Linked DNA regions of Mus musculus: all the other regions are linked to region 1. The links are chromatin contacts, called in public Micro-C maps. All regions are on one chromosome and are shown on one strand. The core of a region is the stretch at or near the end of the contact, and the rest is flanking DNA. Distances in the headings are between cores, read along the strand shown.

What was found. A called contact is a pair of places that touch in the nucleus more often than the background predicts.
Region 2: a Micro-C map of embryonic stem cells shows a contact between it and region 1, with 2.0 times the contacts expected there. The contact joins the promoter of Gipc1 here to the enhancer-like site in region 1. A contact is called at or near these places in 7 of 39 promoter capture datasets (the 3T3-L1 cell line, hippocampal neurons, liver and 3 more), 1 of 15 datasets of contacts at CTCF or cohesin (large pre-B cells), 9 of 484 Hi-C or Micro-C datasets (the 3T3-L1 cell line, B cells, embryonic stem cells and 3 more), 8 of 115 datasets of contacts at active chromatin or transcription factors (the 230-238 cell line, embryonic limb bud, embryonic stem cells and 3 more) and 2 of 9 other capture datasets (adipose tissue and liver).
Region 3: a contact with region 1 is called in a Micro-C map of embryonic stem cells, with 1.6 times the contacts expected there. The contact joins the promoter of Pkn1 here to the enhancer-like site in region 1. A contact is called at or near these places in 7 of 39 promoter capture datasets (cranial neural crest, embryonic stem cells, liver and 2 more), 3 of 484 Hi-C or Micro-C datasets (bone marrow-derived macrophages and embryonic stem cells), 6 of 115 datasets of contacts at active chromatin or transcription factors (bone marrow-derived macrophages, embryonic basal ganglia, embryonic stem cells and 1 more) and 3 of 9 other capture datasets (adipose tissue, liver and pancreatic islet).
Region 4: a Micro-C map of embryonic stem cells shows a contact between it and region 1, with 2.3 times the contacts expected there. The contact joins the promoter of Adgre5 here to the enhancer-like site in region 1. A contact is called at or near these places in 11 of 39 promoter capture datasets (cranial neural crest, embryonic stem cells, epiblast stem cells and 5 more), 8 of 484 Hi-C or Micro-C datasets (Th2 cells, embryonic stem cells, extraembryonic ectoderm and 1 more), 21 of 115 datasets of contacts at active chromatin or transcription factors (SST interneurons, bone marrow-derived macrophages, craniofacial prominence and 11 more) and 3 of 9 other capture datasets (adipose tissue, liver and pancreatic islet).

What each region holds. Positions count from the first base shown.
Region 1 is chr8:83,873,517-83,877,119 of GRCm38.p6, forward strand. No RefSeq gene overlaps it. Among named protein-coding and RNA genes, the nearest start is that of Gm26721, 24 kb to the right of the region's middle. Within about 2 kb of position 2,000, at least 185 of the 459 cell types and tissues checked have an H3K27ac peak or open chromatin away from gene starts, as enhancers often do. A contact at or near this core is called in SST interneurons, Th2 cells, craniofacial prominence and 12 more, where this site is marked.
Region 2 is chr8:83,651,072-83,654,674 of GRCm38.p6, forward strand. Gipc1 (GIPC PDZ domain containing family, member 1) reads left to right here and starts at 1,607. Exons shown (of 7, transcript NM_018771.3): 1 at 1,607-1,666.
Region 3 is chr8:83,697,496-83,701,098 of GRCm38.p6, forward strand. Pkn1 (protein kinase N1) reads right to left here and starts at 1,684. Exons shown (of 22, transcript NM_177262.4): 1 at 1,472-1,684. The coding sequence starts at 1,492.
Region 4 is chr8:83,739,387-83,742,989 of GRCm38.p6, forward strand. Adgre5 (adhesion G protein-coupled receptor E5) reads right to left here and starts at 1,925. Exons shown (of 20, transcript NM_011925.2): 1 at 1,721-1,925. The coding sequence starts at 1,751. Gm46046 (predicted gene, 46046) reads left to right here and starts at 1,900. Exons shown (of 2, transcript NR_168527.1): 1 at 1,900-2,230.

The DNA.
Region 1 (3,603 bases), core at 750-3,249:
CTGCTGCTGCTGTGGAGAACACCACAGGAAGACACCAGATGTCAACTATCCTCTTTGCACACATGCACACACAACTAGAATAAGGCTGTGTTTTCTTGGAGGCTTGCAGGAGCTCCGATAGCGTCCGTTCTTAATAAATGGCTGCTTTACACCACCTTGACTACCCAGAAAACAAGGTCTAGGTCCAAGTTGGTGCTGGACGACAGAGGAAGACTGCCTCTCTCTGTCTTTAGGGCCAAGTCAGACACCTTTGCGCTGCCAGAAAAGCAAAGCTAAGTTCTCAAAGCTCCTGGACTTTTAATTTGTTTAAACATTTATTTATTGGTGTTTGGGGATAGAGCCGTCAAAGCATAACTTGGAACAGTTGGTGCTCGCCTTCCAGCAGGTGAGTCCAGGGCATTGAATCCAAGGTCATTGAACCCATCAGGTTAGCAGCAACCACTTAACCCTACTAGGCTATCATGCTAGGACTATCTATTTGAAATCAGGCTTCCTCTTCCCTTTCTCCACCTTTGCTGCTCCAGATGGCTAGGAGAGATTCGCAGGAAGAAGGCACTGGGATCCACACAGCTTAGGAACCACACACGGCTGAGGGAAGAGCCCACCCCCCATTTTTCAGACTGGATCTACTGTGTAGCCCTACCTTGATGGAAACTCACTATATAGACCATATAAACTCTCTATAGACTAGGCCAGCCATGAACTCCTGGTCCCCCATTTGCTACATCTCAAGGTCTAGGATTACAGGTGTGAGCCACCATGCCCAGTTACATGCAGTGTGCTGAGGATGGAATTCACTGCTGTGTGCATGGTAGGGCGCACTGAATCATATCCCTGACCTCACATTTTTACGGAGTCTACTATCTCTCCACGTGGACGTGGACAGCATGAGCCACTAGGGCAGAGGCAGACTCTAGACAAAGCAAAGGTATTAAATCCCAGCCAGCCACAATAGAGAGGCCACCGCAGGCTGAGCTCAGAGGTGTATAAGCTCAAGGTTATCTTTAGAAGCAGACATTATCTTGTCTCCCCAACCCCTAGAACTGCTGGGTTTTTATGTGTCTGTGACAGTGCAGGTTGTCTTAGGGGCGTGTTGCATGTAGGTGCATTACAATACAGCACACAGCACACTCAATGTCAAAAGAAGTCAGGCGACTTGCCTAAGGTCACACAGCTAAGAAATGGACCGAGAACAAGAAAACCCAACTCTGACCTTCCTTCTTGACTAGAAAGCAGTCTCGTTGTGTGCCTGGTACGGTTTCGGATCACCTTGGGATACCAGGGTCTACCGTGGTGGCTTGGCAATAAGTGAAGCCAGGGAAGACAGTCATCCTCATGGCGGTAACTCTTGCCCTTGAGCCACAGCGCAGGCACAGGGTGAGATGTCAACCCAAACACTGGGACTCCCGGATTCCCGCTTAGGCCTGTCAGAAGTGTGGAGGAGTCCCGGGCTCTGGGGAGCGCCCGCTGCTACTGCTCATGCGCAGTGCGCGGGAGCTCGGCTGGCGAGCTGCGGGGTCTCATTAGCACCACCATCATTACGGCAGATTTATGTGCGATCCCTCCCGCACTCTGGGGCCGCTCCCGGCTCAGCACGCGGGGAGGGGACGGGCTGCAGTAGGCACCAGTGCGGGACGGGATGGATTCGTGGGAGCTAGCGGGTTCTAGAGCCGCCGCGCCCTTTCGGGCCAAAGCCAGAGCCACGTCCCGGTCCGCGGACCCCGTGGTCCACTTGCGGGGTTGGAGGGATCTGGGCGCCGCCGACTCGCCCCAGTGACCCCCGAAAGCTTTCGCGCCCCGGCGTAGTGGGTCCGGGGCTGCGCGGGAGAGGTGGGCGACGCGGGTACCAGGTCCCCGGGCTGGGAGCGGGCGCTTCTCCAAACACCACTCCTCCCCTCCTCCGCCTGCGAGACGGCTGCGGCCCCGCCTAGGGAGAGGGGGGACCAGAAGGAAGTGCTCCTGGAGGGAAGTGTGGCGGGATGAAGGGAGAAGGGGCAGCGCACTCCCGGGAGCGGGAGGCAGTCCTAGGAGGAGGGGAGGTGGGCAGGAGGGAGGGAACTGGGCTGGCCAGGAACCGAGAAGCGGAGCAGGAGAGCGGGCGGGGGGGAAGGGGGGGAGGGCTGGTAGGCCCGCTGGGGTGCCGCGGGCGAGGAAGAGAGGAGGGGGAACTGGGAGGGCGAGGCAGTGAGTGCAACCTGGGCAGTATCAAGAGAAAGGCACCTCTCGCATCTTCCCTAAACTATCTTTAACTCCAGGCTGCATTTCCATTCTCTATCCTGGTTCCCATCCTCCCGTATGGAGGCGGCTGCACACATTGGCCTGGCTCTCCACTCTCCTTCCCGCCCTGGCATCCAGGGTGCCAGACTGGGAGGTAACACGCCTCTTCCATCTGTCTCCCAAGTCATCCGCTTCCCAAGGCCTCCAGGGTTGACCCTGAGAACCCTCTCTTAGGAGAGACCGATGTTTAAATTTAGTAAGCACCTCTGTCCTAGCTTCTTGGGACCAGCAGAGGTTCCAGAGAGAGAAACTGAGGCAGAGAGCAAAGACCCAACACGGATCTCTACGAATCCCGCGTTATCTTTGGACACTAACCAGCCTGTCTCTCCTGCTCCGAGCTCTCCTGTTCCTCCGTGGGCAACCGTGGTGGCTGTTTCAAGGCCCCCCCCCAAAGCCCAGCCTTCCTGCTTCGCCACGGGGAGCTCCCAAAAGCCTGAAAATATCTTTAAATTAGGAAAAAGAGCTAAGCCGCCAGAGTCCTTTGGTCTATTAAAGGAGGAGCAGAGGCCACCGGCGTCCCCACCCCCCCGCTCGGATTTTGCATTTGAAGCGCAGACGGCGGGGCCGGTCGGCCGCTGGCGGGGCCGCGGGGCCGGCCAGCCGCGTCCCTTTCAGCGCCCGACCCCCCGCTAGGTGTGCCGGAATTAGGACAGCGCCCCTCTCCGCTGCTTTCATCCCCCAGGGCGGCGGGGGCCTCAGAGGCGCTAATGAAGCGCCTGAAGCTGTTTGGCTTAAGGAAAAGGCCGGAATTCTGGGCAATGTGAGACTGGGGGTTGAGGGTAGCGTCTGGAAATCTGCCTTGAAGTGTCCCAGGACCTTGTTGGCTTGGCCTGGACAAAGCAGTACCGTCCTTTTAGCTCTGCTGGCCTCTGGAACCCAACTCCGGGCTCCTCCCAGCCTGCAGCTGCTAGTTCTGGTAGCTTGGGTTCACTTCCAAGCTTCACTGATTTGGGGGGCGGGGCAGGGGGAACCTCAGGCAGCTCAGAGCCTCAGTTTCCCTGTCAAGCGATTCATCAAGATGATGGGATATGCCTGTGATCCCAACACCAGAAGGCTAAAGCAAGAGGATTGTGAGCTCTAGGCCGGCTTGGGCTCCAGAGTGAAAACATGTCTGGAAAAAAAGCAAACAAAAAGGGTCCTTACAAAATGTCAGGTGGCTCTTGAGCTGCGGAGAGACGGTCACAGACGCACAGCGGGTATTTACTTAGGCTTATTACCCCCACCGCAGGATCCCCTCCCCTCACGCACCCCAGATGCGTCATTCAGCACGGGCTCTCTGCTTGCTGGTGTCCCCTGCTGGCTGGCCTTCCTTATAGTTAGGTTTGT
Region 2 (3,603 bases), core at 357-2,856, 220 kb before region 1:
GTTCCTCACTGCTGGGTGTGATGATGCATACCTTTAGTCCTAGTACTCTGGAGGCAAAGGTAGGTGGATCTCTGTGAGTTGGAGGCCAGCCTGATCTATAGAGTGAGTTCTAGAAAAGCCAAAGCTGTTACAGAGAGAAACCCTATCTCAACAAAGGAGGAGGAGGAGGAGGAAGAAGAAAAGGAAGGAAAGAAGAAACAGTATTTAAAAAAAAAGGTCTTCAGTTGATGGAACTGTTTTGGAAGGCTTAAGGAGGTGTGTCCTTGTTGGAGAAAGTATGTCACTGGCTTTGAGGTTTCAAAGATTCAAGTAATTTCCAGTCTCTCCTCTCTCTCTCTCTCTCTCTCTCCTCCCTCCCTCTCTCTCTGTTCCTCCCTCTTTCTCCCTCCCTTCTCTCTTCCTCACTCTCTGCGTGTGTATGTGTGTGTGTGGGGGGTTAAAAGGTAAGAAAGTGGGGGCTGGAGAGATGGCTCAGCAGTTAAGAGCACTGACTGCTTTTCTGAAGGTTCTGAGTTCAAATCCCAGCAACCACATGGTGGCTCACAACCGTCTGTAATGACATCTGATGCCCTCTTCTGAAGACAGCAACAGTGCGCTTAGATATAATAATAAATATAATATAAATCTTTTTTTAAAAAAAAGGTAAGAAAGTGGATGACAAAGTGTACGCACAGTAAACTCAGAGTTAGATGGAGATAAACTCATAAAAGGGAAGCAGGAGAAGTGACTTGAAGGTAGATTGTCAGCCTAGCATCCACCAGTAACAGTGCCTCAACCTTGAGCACTTGACCCAATAGCTGATCCTCCAAGAGGAGGAGGAACTGGGCCTACGTTCAACCTTAGAGCACCTAGAAGAACGAAGGAGAAGGGGGAGAAAGAGTCCATTGTCCCTGAGGGTAGAAGCCTGGACTGGTTGGTCACTAGCTTCGATTCCGTACAGTAGGTGCTCAATTGACAAGTCGAGTGTTCTACTGTTCTGATACGTTCCATAGAGTCTTACACAATTTTGCTTGCGAAGTGCTCTGCAGCTCTCTGTGCAGCTTCGGAGCCTTTGCACACCCTGTATCTAACATTGTGTATACTCCATCCTTGTGTCTATAGAGACAGGACCGAGCCTGGTACCAGGCAGGGGCACTTAAATATTGAAAGACTGAATGAATGCGCGATCGCCTTTGTCTATTGTGTAGAGTGGAAGAAGCGGAGACACGCGGGACCCTCCCTATTCACTGTGGTCCACCCTCTGGAATCAAAGCATCTTTCTGGGAGGGAAGAGGGGCTTGGGGCTGCCCTCCAGCCTCTCGCTGACCTCTCAAAAACCGCGCTTTCCTGGATACAGAACTCAGTCCTCCAAACCCGGTCATCTGACTCTCGCTGCCAGCTCCCCCGCCGTCTCCCAACCCTTGCAGCCTCACAATGGTTCAGCCCTTCCCTATTTAGAGCGAGTAAGGTTGGACCACTGCTCGCACAATGGGGGGAGCCCGAGGCGCGGCGGAGGGATCCCTCTGGAGCGTTCCGACGGGAGGCGCCCATTGGTCGCGAGTGCACACGGCCGTCGCTGATTAGTCCGCCCGGGACGCCGGCCCCGCCCAAGTCCCGGAGGCCCAGGGAGAAGCCGGGCGGAGTTTCGAGAGGACCGAGCAGGGCGCGCGCGGTGGCGGCGGCGCAGGTGAGTGTCCCCCGCCCGGGGGGCGGCCTCCAGGGCGTGGAGCCGTGGCGGTGGGGTGGAGCTGGCCGCGTCGGGACCCCAAACACGGACCCCTCCCCGCTGGCCGGGCCTCCCGTCCGCCTCTGCTCTCTGCTCCCAGGACGCTCCCTGTTGGTGGTGGGTCAGTGTTCCCGACCCTTCCCAGGCCTCTTCCCAAAGCTGGCTGGGGGGAACACCGAGACCCAGGTCGGGATAACAGTAACAACCGCAGCACTAGTTTAATGACTCCCCCTCGCAAGCCCGGATCGGTGTTTCCTCGTCCGGCGCTTATGCTGCACAGCTCAGTTGAATCAAAACACCCTCCTGGGAGGGGTTATTAACTTGTTTTAGAAGTGAGGCACTAGTGCCAGAGAGGTGGAGTAACTTACTCAAGGTCACACAGCTAGTAAATGACCCATGGGGCTTAGGGACCCGTATCCTTTGAGTCCAGAAACTAGTCCCAGAGATCAGCCCCTAGACTCACGCCCACCGCCACCCCCATATTCACTTCGGAGCCGCACCTGCTGGGTTTTGCTTTCCTCTCCTCGCCCACGGGTCACTAGACAGCTTCCAGGTTGCCCTCGTGTCCCTTCTCTGAGCTGGAGAGGCAAGGCCCAAATACCATGGGTCGTTTAACCCCATTTCCTTTCCACCTACCCTGTCCACTCTCCACTGTTAAAGGGATGACTGGAAGTATAGAGACTTGGTGTCTGGGGAGCGCGGGGGCTACAGGCGGCCAAGACCGGTCAAGCTGTGCATTCACGCCCCTCAGCCCCCGCCCCGGAAACACTGGAGAGATGAAACCTTCAGGATCCGGTTTTTCAAGAATGAATCAGAAGCTCCTGCCTTCCTCCCCGAAGCAATGCTGTGCCCGGGGTTAGGAGGGAGGGACGACCGGGGCAGGTGTGGTGTCCCCTAAGCCAGGCGTTATCTGAGCCCCTGGAACAACCCGTTTCCTGCTCCCCCCACTTGGCTTTTCTGTGACTGCGGGGGTTGCAGAGTTTCAGGCCCTTTTTGGGATGAGAGTGCTGGACTCCGGAAATCCATCCAACCCACTTCCCTTCAGCTCCTTGCAGACAGACTGGAGAGACGCACACACTTAGCTCTCTAGCAGTCATGTTGTGGGGGTTTGAACCACAGGCAGTCGGGGATGTAAGACATTCATTCTACAATTCAGCCCTTGTGGAACCCGACCGAGGTTTCACACGCTAGGCAGGTGCCCTACGCCTGAACTACACACCCATCACCTACAGATACTGAGCAGCCACTGTGCCTGACAGCATATTTTGCTTAGAGGACTCCAAACACGGGACAGAATTTCCTGCAGTCTGGTAGGGAACAGACAACCAGGTAACAGGCAGCCATTGTAGATCCTTGTAAGAAGTGCTGCGTGGTCTCAGCATCACTGGGCACCAGGGTCCTGGAAAACACACACACACACACACACACAAAACCTGGGCAGAGCAAAGCGTCCAATAGCGACACAAGTAATAAAGCTAGAGATGTGATTCACGGGAGTTTGCTATGCCTGGTACACAGGACATATCTATCTATCTATCTATCTTCCCTCCCTCCCTCCCTCCCTCCCTCCCTCCCTCCCTCCCTCCCTCCCTCCCTCCCTCCCTCCCTCCCTCCCTCCCTCCTTTCTTTCTTTCTTTCTTTCTTTCTTTCTTTCTTTCTTTCTTTCTTTCTTTCTTTCTTTCTTTCTTGTTTTCCCCTATACTGTGGGATCCCTTTGTCAGGTCAAATACATAATATGAATGTTACCATCTGGTTTACATTCTGAAATAGAGACGCAGGTGCTGGAGAACACATACTGGGAGTTTGATGCCCAGCACCCACGTGGTCCAGGCTCACAAGTGGTTCAGACAGACAGACATGCAGTCTCATTCGCATAAAAAAACAAAAAAACAAACTTA
Region 3 (3,603 bases), core at 434-2,933, 180 kb before region 1:
GCAGGGCCTCCTGGGTCCTCCTCCTCGGTGACTCACTTCTGCCCAGGGACAAGGAGTCACTTGAGGGCAGCAGGGCAAACGCCTGGCCTGGTCTTGAGGAATTAGAAGGTCAGCTTCTCCACCTGCCATTACAGATCTGCAGACAGCAGACCAAGAACTGTCACCTTGGGGAAACCCTCTTGGCAAAGTGGCTAGGAACCCAAAACCCCACTTCCTGAGATTTCAATGCCTGGGGCGTTTCCAGAATCTAGACAGGACATCCGTTTGCCAGACACAGAACAGACAGGCACGGAGACGGTGGAACCAGGCAGCAAGTCCAAGCGGGAATGAACATAAGGGAGAAGACGGGACGGGGACCAAGATGTAGGTCCAGCCTCATTCTGGGAATCACAGCCTCCATGTGCGTCCTACTCGGGACACACCAAGCACATGCATGTACTGGGACAGCCCTGCACAGCCCTCAGTGGGCTTGAAGGGGAGCCGGCACCGGTGCATCAGCCTGGAGGTCTGACCTTGTGAGATCGGCAGCACCAGATACGCCCAGCTCCTCGGCAAGGCCGGCAGGCCATCAGCAGGACTGGGGAAGACGGGTACAGAAGGGTACAGGGGAGACATGGGGGCAGGTGTAGAAGGAGATGAGAACCAGTTACACAGGACAATGGACTGCATGGTGACGAATTAATGGAGCCACAAAGATACAAAGATCTCAGATTTTGGGCCACTGAATTAGAGTGGGGAGTCAGTCACCCCGACCCTGACCCTGCTTCAGTAACGCCCAACAGGTCACACAGGGAAGGCCATGTGGCTGGCAGATGCCAGTCACAGGTGTCTGTTGCGAGGGAGTAGAGACCCAGCCCTGTCACCTTCCAGACATAAAATCCTTCCTGTCTGTGTGACAGGACACGCCCCACCTGGGTTACAGCTCCATCTGTCAGCCTGAAGGGTGGTTATGGGGAACAAGGCGGAAGGAGGAACCCGGCCTCAGGCCTAGTGAAGTGACTTAGACACTTCCTCCAACAGGTGCCCATCTGGGTGGCGTCAAGACCATCGTAAAGACGTCTGCAGGCGGGGGTGGCCCGGGCTTTGTTGTGCGGGGGAGGGGATCGGGCCGGGCACTCCTCCGGTCCGGGGCAGGGTGCCAGGCACCTGCTCCAGGTGAAGCGGCACCTGACAGAAACCGAACGCTGCAGGACCCAGAGTAGGATGTGGGGACGACAGGCACCGGGATCCGCAGCTAGCCTCGGACACCGAAGTGGGGACCCCGCTACACACGCTGACTCTCGGGGAGGGCCAAAGGAGGGGATGCTGGGGTAGAATCCCGAACAGCACCCCTTCCTCCGACCCGGTCGGCGCCTCCACCTGCTACAAGGGCCCGCGCGGGCTCCCGATGGGGACCTCGTCCGGGACTCTACCCGTGCCTGGGGTCCTCCGCGCCTTCTGGCCGCCCCGCGGGTGCGGACAAGTCGCCTACCTGTACGGCGTCGCCGGCCATGTCCTCCGGCCGCCCGCCAGGGGTCCCAGCGCCAAGGAAGGGCTTGCGAGCGCGCGGGCGGGTGCGGCGGGAGGCGCGGCGCCCAGACCCTCCCAGGCGCGCGGCGCGCTCCGGCCTGCTGCGCTCGGCCCGGCCTGGCCAGGCCTCCGCCGAGCTGCGCCCTCCGGCCCCAGCGGCTGCAGGGTGGGTCACGTGAGCGCCGAGGTCCGCGCCTGGGGAGGAGGCGGGGCGGGGGCGGGGCTCCCGGCGGCCCCCGGGGCTTGCAGCGGGGAAATAGGGTCCCTGTTGGCTGTGGGGTGCGGCAAGCGCTCCTTGTAGCGTAGGGGACTCTGAGCGGGCCTAAGCGACCGCGAGCCTCAGAGGCCTTGTCCCCCGCCTCCAACCCCTTTGAATGCAATGGTCACCGTCCACCACCACCCTCGACACACACGGCCCAGCTGCACAGAGGCATCCTCCCTCCCGTTTCCCGGGAGGCAAACACAGGGAGAGCCTGACTTCAAATCCCAGTGTCCTGGGCCTTGGGGGAACACAATACCCCTCAGGACTAGGATGTCTGTAAAACTTGAGGAAGAGTAGGGCAAGTGTATAGATCCCAAGTGCACAATAAATGCCAGCAGTTGTCACTTTTAGCTCATTTTTTTAAAGACTTTATTTTGATTCATGTGTGTTAGGAATAAGTTTCGGGGTGGCAAAGAAAGAGACCATCCTTCAAAATGAAATGTCCGAACAAGGCAAACTTTACTCTTCATCAAGACAGTGCGCTGCGGAAAAGCAAAGAGAAGACAGGAAGTGCATATGGTTTCTATTCTAACTCAGGTGACCTCGCAGTCTTATTCAATTGGCTAGTCTGAGAAAATTGGCGCAGAGGAAATTGAAGGGGAAAGGGGTCACTGCTCCAAGCGATCAATTTCCTAGAATGGAGCGGGGGGGGGGGGGGCGCTTTGTATAAACAAAAGTTTTACTGGGTGAGGAGGATTAAAACATCTCCTTAAAAGTCCTATAAGGTAGGAGAGATAATGATTTTAATTACTGTCCAAAAGACTAATCTTATACTATTTGCTAGAAAAGACTCATATTTAATTTCTTGCATGTGTATATATGTGTTTCTTTGTGTGAGTTATGCACATGTGTGTGGGTGCCTCTGGAGGTCAGAAGAAGACATGGGATGCCCTAAAAGGAAGTTATAAACTGTTTGTGGACTGCACCACCTGGGTGCTGGGTCCAGACTTGAGTTTTCTACAAGAGTAGTATTGCTTCTATCTCTTCAACTCCTATTTTAATCTTTATACCATTTATTGAGTGTGTTCACGTGCATGTACCACACATGCCAAGCCAAATGTGTGGTGGCCAGTGAGTGACTTACAGGATGGCTTTTCTTCTGCACCCTATCATTTGGGGGGGGCACCCAAACTCATCTTCCTAAGCCCTGAACAGGCCCAATACTCCATCACTGAACTCTCAAGACTACAGTAGAGGCTTCCTTCCTTGTCCCCCAGCCGCCTCCTCCTTACAGTCTCTTCCCCAAACCGCATACCAACGGAGCCTAAAGTCTAGACATTTCCAGGAGGAGCCCACCAGGTCCTGTGTCACCTGCCGCCCTTGGTCACTTGCCACTCGCTGCTTCAGCAAGTTGACACCCTCATTATAGCTCAAATGTTGGTGGAGTGAGTTAAATAGCTTGCCACACTAGTCATCTAACTTCCTTTTTACAGATTGATAAAAGAGAGACGCCCCTTGCTTTCATAATAAAGCCAGGATGTTCATGGTCCCTTGCATATCAGGCAAGGAACCCACCCATCTTACAGATGAGGAGGGCACGGAGGGAGTTGGCAGGGAGAAAGCTTTGCCCAGAGCCCTGCTTGCCAGGTTCTGAGCAGCCTCTGGGGATGAGGCTTGGGAATCCAGCCAGAGTCTCCTTAACCTTCCGGCATTCATTTACTCAGTGAGTCTTTATCACAATCTGCTAGGGATTTGGGTGGACTGGGAACAGAGCTGTACTCTAGGCTTTAAAAGGGACAGACAAAGAATGTATTGTAAAATCTCCACATAGCAATGATAAAAGTCCCACCAGATCCCTGAGGCATCCCTGGCCGATCTCCAGCCTACTCTGG
Region 4 (3,603 bases), core at 675-3,174, 130 kb before region 1:
TTCCTTGTCCCCTGGGCTGGGCTGGGCTCTACCCCACCATGCTAAAGGCATCAGCCAGACCGCCTACATCTGGAGACTTGGAAATTAATCAAACGGGAGCAGAGCCGTTCCCTTCTGCTCCCAGACACATCTGGTTCAACTTCCCAAGCTCAGACTGGAGCCAAGGGACTCCTGCTTAGAGAATCCAGAAGTGGGGGTAGGGCAGCCTTTGTGCTTCCTGCAGTATTTCATTGTGTAGTTCCGGCTGGCCTGGAACTTACTATGTAGACCAGGTTGGCCTCCAACTCCCAGGATCATGGAAGCCTCCTGCCTCCGCCTCTCTAATACTGGGATTCAAAACCTGAGAATCCAACTAGCGAGGCTGCTTGGTTGGTTTTGAAGACAAGGTATCATGTGGTCTCAAACTCAGTATACAGCAGAGAATGACCTTGAACTTTTGACCCTCCTGCCTCTACTCGCTAGGTACTCTGATAGCAGACACAGACACCACACCCACATGTTCAGTTAATTCAAACTGTAAACCAGAAAGTTTGTACACAAACTCTTGGCCCTTGAAACAATATGGTAAAATACAGCTGGTCTTGTTCCATTTTACAGAGGAGGAAAGTGCAGCCCAAAGTCACTGTGACCCAGCTTAGTGACAGCCAGGCAGGCCCCTGCAGCTGTTTGCCACCAACTGTGACACCCTGGGACTCTATTTCCTGGTTCTAGGTCCATGGCTACTGAGCTGCCTGCCACCTGTCACTAGCACTCAGGCCAGTCATTGTGGTTAGGGTGACCCCAGTTTGTGCCCCAAGTTCCATATCTTGGGGTAACTCCAGCTGGTGCCCCGTTCCATTTTTTCACTGTTTGTTGTCAAGTTACTTAGGTGACTTAGCCATCAAACAACGGTTGAGGCACCCAGGGTGGGGCGGGAAAGTCATGATGAAAGCCAAGTTCAAACCACAGCCTGGTAAGTTCCTTTCAGCCAGCAGCTCCGTCCCAGACAAGTCCCAAGGAGATTCTCTGCCTGTTCCTGGCACGGAGACAGCAGGGGACAGACTGGGGCAGGGGGAGTTCCCACCCTCGAAGAAATGGGCACCCTCACGTGGGTTTCTCTTCACATTGAGAGCGTCTGTTTGGGCAACAGTTTGCAAAGTGTACTTTAACCTACAGTTCTTTTTAGCTTTTTTTTTTTTTAAACTGTATGTGTTTTGCCTGCATGTATGTTTGTGCACTGCATGTATTATTGTACACTGCATGTATGTCTGTGCACTGCATGTCTGTTGCCCGTGGATGCAGAAGACAGTGTGAATCCCCAGGAACTGGAGTTACAGACACTTGTGAGCCACCATATAGGTGCTGGGACCCAGCCAGGTCCTCTCTTAATGCTCTTGACCTCGGCACCACCCCAGCCTCTAGCCTGCATTTCTTTTTCTTTTGTTCTTTTGAGACAGGGTCTTGCTGTGTAGCACAAGCTGACCTGAAATTGGTGACCCTGCTGCCTCAGCCTCCCTAATGCCCTGTGACACCATGCCTGCTTTGTTACCCTCTTTAACTGCCCCCGTGCCTCAGTTTCTCCCTCTTAGTCTCCAAACTGGCAACACTCAAGCCCATTAGGATCTGACACCCCCTGGAGAGCCCTCTGGGGCGCACAGGTGCGCCGGCTTCGACTGTCCCTGCCCCTCCTGGCCACGTCCCGCGAGTTCCCTCCCGGCTCCGCGCAACCCCGAGGTCTCACCAAGCAGGCCGGGGCATCTGACGCCCCTCATGGTGGCGCGGCACGGAACGGACAGCGTCTGGGGTTGATAGAGGGCTGTGGCGGCCGGCTGGGCTGGGCTTTTATGCAGCGGGCGTGAGCAGGGCCCTCCCCGGAACTGTCCTCCCCGCTGGAAAGTAACAGGAAAGTGCCGGGGAAACAGACCCAGGGCGCGCCGCGCGCCCGCGTCTGGAACAAACGCAACATTCCTCCCCCCCCCCCCCCGCGCGCGGCTCCGACACCCGCCCCCGCGGGGAGCTGGGTGGTGTGGTTCAGGCGTCCTGGGACGGGGACCAGGCACATCGGACAGAGCTGGGTGGAGCTCCCACCCGAACGATGTCCTGGGCGACCCTCGCCTTTCCCATCAGCAGGACTTGTCGGCTTCTTTTCCAAGAGAGAAACTGAAGTTCAGAGAAGCCAGGGGCCAAATAAGAACCAGAAGAGGACTGAGGGTCCTGCCGGGCTGACTGTCCAGGAACGAGAGACATCAAGGTTTGGAGATGCGGCTCAGTGTGCGCAGTGCTTGCTTAACCTGCCCGAGGCCCTGTCTAGCCTCAAAGCCACATAAGCCGGCAGAGGACCGCTAGCCTGTAATCCCAGCACTAATCAGGAGTTCAACTCATCCTCCGTTTTGTCGCTTTTGAAGCCTGCCCGCGCTACAAAAGACCTTGCCCAAAAAGACAAGGGGTCATGGCATGGCTGCGTTGGCCTATACTAATACCGTTCTCTGGAAAGCAGAGGCTAAACCGGAGGCCGTTTTTGGCCACTTAAGAGTTGCAGGCCAGCCAGGCCTACGAAGCATGAGTCTATCGCAAAAATAAAAAATAATAAAGTGGGGGAGGGAAGTGCTACCAAGATGGTTCAGCGGGTAAAGGCACTTGCCCCAAAACCTAACGACCTGATTTCTGATACCCAGGACCTCCATGATGGAAGGAGAGAGCCAACTCCTGGAAGTTGTCCTCTGACCTTCACGGGCACACGGTGCCACACACAAACCCAAACACTAAATAAACAAGTCAATAAATAAAACGTAATAAGGGGCCGGGCAGTGGTGGCGCATGCCTGTAATCCCAGCACTTGAGAGGCAGAGGCAGGCGGATTACTGAGTTCGAGGCCAGCCTGGTCTAGAGAGTGAGTTCCAGGACAGCCAGGACTGCACAGAGAAACCCTGTCTCAAAAAGCCAAAACAAATAAACAAACAAAAAACGTAATAAGGACTTAAAATAGAGGAAGAGAGAGCTTTGACCACGGGACATGGCTTACCACGGCAGGGCTTTTTGGTTACACGCACTGACCTTGCCACAGTCTATAGAGAGTCATGTGATGTACACTGGCTTCCTGTTTGAGTTACTTGTGTAACTATGGTTTCTTTTCATGTGTGTGTGTTGGGGGCGGGAAGAATGCCAAACCCAAGGCTTTGTGTATGCTGGACAAGCACTCTACCAAGGGAACTACATTCTCAGACACATCTAGTGATTTTTCAAAATATTGATTTTCTTTTTCTTTTTTTCTCTGAAACACGGTCTGGTCTCAAACAGCCCAGGCTGTCTTTCAACTCTATGTAGCCTAGGATGGCACTGAACTCCTGACTTCCTGTCTCCAAAGCCTAAGCCTGCTGGGATCACAGGCATAAACTACCAGGGGTGTCAGGCCTTCCTTTTACCTTAGTAAATTCTGGGTTCAAGTTGGGCCATGGTGGCGCACACCTTTCGTCCCAGCACTTGAGAGGCAGAGGCAGGTGGATCTCTGTGATTTGGAGGCTAGCCTGGTCTACAGAGTGAATCAGGGCAGCCAGGGCTGTTACACTGAGAAACTCTGTCTCAAAAACAAAACAACAAAGAATAAAAATAAAAATAAACTCCAAG